Linked DNA regions of Capsicum annuum: region 2 is linked to region 1. The links are chromatin contacts, called in public Hi-C maps. All regions are on one chromosome and are shown on one strand. The core of a region is the stretch at or near the end of the contact, and the rest is flanking DNA. Distances in the headings are between cores, read along the strand shown. Region 1 has its middle 48 kb from the start of LOC107854019. Region 2 has its middle 4.6 kb from the start of LOC107854019.

Region 1 (2,801 bases), core at 211-2,710:
TCTTACTATACAATAAAATATATAATACATTAATTAAGTTATACCAAATAAGATATTAATAATACACATTAATTAATACATATAGTAATTTTGCCAATGCACTCTACCAAACAACCCCTAAAAGAAGTTGTCCCAGAACCAAAAATTTAAGGAGTGTGTCCCATTTGTAGTTTTAACTTTTAGCCAAAGTTCTTCGAACTGAATGAAGTGTTCACGTGGCCAAATAATAAATGAATTGAAGATATTGGGAAAAAGGACACATACTTTTCATGTGATATTCACGTGTATTTACTTTGTAATTTTTGACCAATTTTGTTTCTTTATCAAAGCTAGCTATTACTCCAATTTGTCCTCATCTACCCATATTAAAAATTAAAAATTACACAAATATACAATTTATTTTTAATATTACAAACAATTTCAACTCTCTAAATATATTATAAAAATTTCAACATATACATAGAATGTTATGTATATATCGGCTATATTATGTATATTAATAGGGAGAGAGAGTAAAGTAGTAATTAAAAAAATAGAAGAGAGTGTAATTACTTCCAAAAAAATTGATATTTATATTATTTATACTATTAAAAAAAGTATAATTCATGACCATTCTCTTTAATTTGGACTCAATTATCCAATATGTTTTTTTTTTTTTACTTTTAAATGTGTATAAGTAAATACTTATGTAAAGTGATAAAAATTGACGCATGCATCCTCTGTAATATGTACATCACACTTACGTTATAATTTCACGTGAATTATCACATAAATTGTACTATTTATTTAATTTTATATAAATTTAAATTTTTATTTATATACATATAAAATTGAAGAGCATAAATATCGATGAAGACCAAATTAAAAGTCACATCATTATGTCTATTCAAATCAAGAAAGGGTGAAAATAGAAAGAAAAAAAAGAAGAAAGAGAAATATTAATATGACTTGAATTTGAAAATTTTTTAAATGTGTCTAAAAGACATTTATTGTTGATTTACGGTTGATTTGATGGTTGATTTGATGAAAGATATTGTTGAGATTATATAAATCTAATTCTCCTTTGATAGAAGCATGAACGGACATGGTACAATATATAGATATAGAAATCATTTCGAGGTCAACATATTTTATATTGCAAATTTGATATTATAGTATTTGAAAGGAAATTACATGTGCTTTCTTTTGAATATTTTTATATGTATAAGGTGTTAATATGATATAATTAAGATGTTTCTTGAAAAATCAAAGTCATAATTCTCTATTATATAAGTATACATATGTTACAGCTAATCAAACTATGATTATCAATTTATTATATCATAAAATATTAAAAAATCAAACTTTAAAATATCAAACCAACCGATATTTCTGATATTAGATCGTATCATCCCATGTCCACCGCTAGATAGAAGTGCATGCATGCACAGTTCAGACCTAGAGGCTTGAACTATGATGTGACAAATTAAAACACTCACACATATCACAATCCAAGTGGAAAGTTTATAGTTGGGGCTAGCTGTTTGTTGTAACAATTGGGCAGATGGATACAAATATTATATTCTCTCTGTGTCAAATTATGTGTCAATATTTTCTTTTTAATTCGTCTCAAAATAAGTGTCGTCTTATCTTATTAGGCAACTTTTTAAAGACATAATTACCCTTTTACCCTTATTGATCCCACTTAATTAAAAAAAAGATATTGACACATTTTTTTTATAAAGAATAATTTGATAAACTTTACCAAATTTTTCTTTTTTTCTTAAACTCCGTGCCCCGTCAAATGGCGACATATAAAATGGTACGGAGGGAGTACTTTTGTTTGATGCATAATTGAGGGAAAGAAGGATTGTACAACTCATTTTTTTTATTTAAAAAAAAGAGTTAGTTATATTATGTGAGATTAGTAAAAAAAAAAAAAAGATCAATGCTTCTAAGTGGGTTGATTTGGTTGATGACAGGAGCATGTTTTATCTTTTTTTTTTTTTTTTAATGCCAAATTAAGTTCAAAAGCTTCAGTATTTGTGTCTAAAAATATAATTACAAAAAAGAATAAATCGGAGTTTTTAGCGTCAAGATTTAACTCAACTAATGCTTATACTATTAATTTGAGCGACGATATCTTTCACGAGGAAGATAATAGAACAGATATATATTTGACAAAGTAGCTAGGGATAGAAACATCTCACCTAGACTCCCATTAAAGAAGTGGAGGCAACAAAAACAAAAAGAAGACGCACAGAAGGCAACAAGTTGGCATGGTAAAGTGATGGAGAATTTTTTTTAAGGCACCTGTTGATGCTTCTAACAAAATAAAATCATACATCAGTGTCAATAACTTTAATAAAATTCAATAAAACAAGAAAAACAGATAAAATATCAAATGTGGTCGGAATATTAATCCTCATACAACTAATTCATATATTACAATCAGAAAAATTAAAATAAGGGCTTGAATTATTTCTTTTGATTTTTAAAAATAAAAAATAAAAAATGCTGATTAATTTTATATTTCATTATATCTTCTAGTCAACGTTCAGGTTTAGCTTTAAATTTGATTTTATTCAAACTTTGTGATTCATCCTATCATACCTCACTTGTCTGGCTATTGACTGTTGCTGAGCTGTTTATGAATATTAAACAAACCCTTTTTAGAAGGTTAATGTTCCCAATTTTTTCTTTCGTCATCAGTTTCGTTATAGTATCAGTCATATAATTCATGATTGAAAGGAAGAAGGATTTTACAACTCATTATAAAAATAATAATAATAAAAATTACTTATATAACGTGAGATTATTCA
Region 2 (2,801 bases), core at 78-2,577, 44 kb before region 1:
TAACAATTATTAAGTTTTTTATAGAGCGAAAGATAAATATATGATACAGTATAAAATAAATCATAACTATTATAAATATAACAAGTTTTCTTTCTTTTTTCTTTTAATAATATATTCAATCAAACATTATCATATAAAATAGAGCCTCAACTTTTATCCTAAATTTCAACTACACACCTATACTTTGCGGGGGTTTTATGACCCCCCTGAATTATTTAAAACAGAAATTATAATATCCCTGAAAAGACATAACTACATTTATGTTGAGTGGTGAGATACACGCATTTTGACACGTGTAAAATGTACGTATTTAATTTTTTATCAATTTTTTAATTCACTTCCTTCTACATTGTTACTCTATTCTTTTGTTCTTCTTTTTTTTCCCTTTCTCTTCGTCTTCTTTCCTTTAATCTCAAAAATCAAAATGAAAATACTCATTAAATTTTTTTTCCTTTCTCTTTCTATCATTTTTCCCAAATCAAAGATTGCTTTGAGAAATAGTTAAGAGATTGCTACCATTCACTTTCTTTTTCATTGCATTTAATTTCTTAATTTCACTCCAAATTCGATAAAAGGGAATGAAAATGGGAGTGACGGTGGTGGTGATGGGCGAGATGAAATTCACAATTCATAATTTGGCAATGACGGTGACGGCAAAAATATAATTTTAACTTCTTTGATTATAAATTGAGCTTTTCTACAAGTTTATGGATAAAAAACTAGCCTTAGTGTTGCAGCCATGGTGGAAACTAGTGTAAAAGCCATTCTTGATTCGTGGAGTTTCAATTTTTTTTTGAAAAAAAAAAAAGAAAAGAAAAGAAATTAGTGTTTGAAGAACTATTTGGGAAGAAGGCGAAAAGGGTGATGAATCTAAGAGAAAATTTTCTAATTTGCATGTAAATAAGTCTTCTAATTAATGAATTTTAAGTTATGGTGGGTGTTGGTGGAGAGATTTTGGATATGATGATAGGAAGAAGAAATATATATATATATAAAAGAAATATTAAAAATAAAATTTTAAATTTTTTTTAAGAGAGTGAAACACATTCGCTTGCCATGTTAGTTTTTAGGGGTGTTATAATTTTAGTTTTAAATAATTCGAAACGTCATAGAACCTTCATAAAATATAAATATATAGTTAAAATTTAAAATAAAGATTGAGAGAATTTTGACCATTTTCTCTGCAAAATATAAAATAAAATGAAGGTTTTCTTTCAATATTACTCAAATTCTTGAATTTGTTAATTGAAAATGAAGATGCAAGTCTCTCTTTAGCCCTTGTGGGTTTCCCACGTCATTTTCCACTCTAATGTTATGCTTTTTTTCTTTTTCCTTTCCTTTTTTTTTTGGTCAAAGAAGAAGACTAAAGAAATATTACAATTAGACCAAACTCACACTTTCATGAAATTTGGATTTATTTTTTAATCCTTGCTAAGCACCCAGAAAAAGTTTCATTGGCTAATAGGCTTCTTTTTACTATTTGCATTATTTCCCAATATTTGAGAAGGCTAGTAGTTGAGGATGTCTAATTTTTTGTATCATTATCATTAATATTATTTTATTTTTAAATTTTATTATTGTTTGTTATTGTATTATTTATTGTAATTTTTCTTTCCTTCATTATTTTTAATTTGATTTTTTTATTACTGTATTTTTTATACTTGTTTTGATAAATTTTAATTTAATCGGAGGTCTTTTAAAATAATTTTTCTTCTTTACAAAATAAAAATAAAACTATATATACATTATTCTCTTTAGATCTCAGTTATGTAATTATATTGAATATGTAATTGTTGTTGCTCAATGTTTGGAAAGTTTTATAAATGATTGAAACTTTCTTTTAATTTAATAAGTAACAAAGTAAAGAAATATTAAAACTAGACCAAACTCACACGTTTATGAAATTTGGCTTTATTTTTTCAGCACTCGTAAGCACTAAGCAAAAGTTTCATTGGATCATAGGTTTATCTTTGTAATTTGCATTATTCCTTAATGTTTGAAAAGGTTAGTAGTTGAGTAGATACTTAAAACTATAATCATAATAAATAGTAATATTTTTGTAAAATTACAATTTATAACAAGAGTAGTATTATTTTACTCATTAACTGGGTAAGTGCATTTTTTACTCTCACTACTTTACATTTTTTTTATTTTCACTCCACTATTTCACCTCTCCAAATATAACCATATCTTTTACCTTTTTTTTATCTTATTTTTTTAATCATTTTTTTAATTATTATTTTCACTTTATTTTCTGCCTTCTTTTTTCCCCTTCTTCGTTTTTTATATTTTTTTTCTTTTTCATATTTGAAGATAATTATCTTTATGATCTTCAAAATTTCAAAATAAAACATCAATAATGTCTTTCACTCTCTTGTATCTCTACCTTTTTTTTCTTATTAGTTTTTTTATCTTATTTTTTGTTATTTTATTTTATTTTTTGATTTTTTTTCTTTTTTATTTTTTCTTTCCACTTTATTTTTTCTCTTCTATTTCTCTTTTTATTCCTTTTTCAATTTTTTTCTTTCTCGTATCTTTTTTTTCTATTTTCGTTTTTTTTAATTTGATTTCTTTTTTTTTACGCTTCTATTTCTCTTTCTTCCCTTTTTTCCTTTTTTCCTTTTTATGTTTTTGTTTTTTTTGGTTTTTTACTCTTCTATCTCTAACTTTTATTTTGAAAAGACAAATATGTATATCACATACACATATTCAAAAAACATATAAAATACACAGCCATACAAATTTGGATATGTATTTACAGTACAAAACATACATATGTATTTACGAAATACATATCATAT

The links. A called contact is a pair of places that touch in the nucleus more often than the background predicts.
Region 2: a Hi-C map of leaf shows a contact between it and region 1, with 1.6 times the contacts expected there. The contact joins two enhancer-like sites. A contact is called at or near these places in 2 of 5 Hi-C or Micro-C datasets (bud and leaf).

The regions. Positions count from the first base shown.
Region 1 is chr9:204,418,545-204,421,345 of UCD10Xv1.1, reverse strand. No RefSeq gene overlaps it. Among protein-coding and RNA genes, the nearest start is that of LOC107854019, 48 kb to the left of the region's middle. Within about 2 kb of position 1,460, at least 3 of the 5 cell types and tissues checked have an H3K27ac peak or open chromatin away from gene starts, as enhancers often do. A contact at or near this core is called in leaf, where this site is marked.
Region 2 is chr9:204,461,912-204,464,712 of UCD10Xv1.1, reverse strand. No RefSeq gene overlaps it. Among protein-coding and RNA genes, the nearest start is that of LOC107854019, 4.6 kb to the left of the region's middle. Within about 2 kb of position 1,327, at least 4 of the 5 cell types and tissues checked have an H3K27ac peak or open chromatin away from gene starts, as enhancers often do. A contact at or near this core is called in leaf, where this site is marked.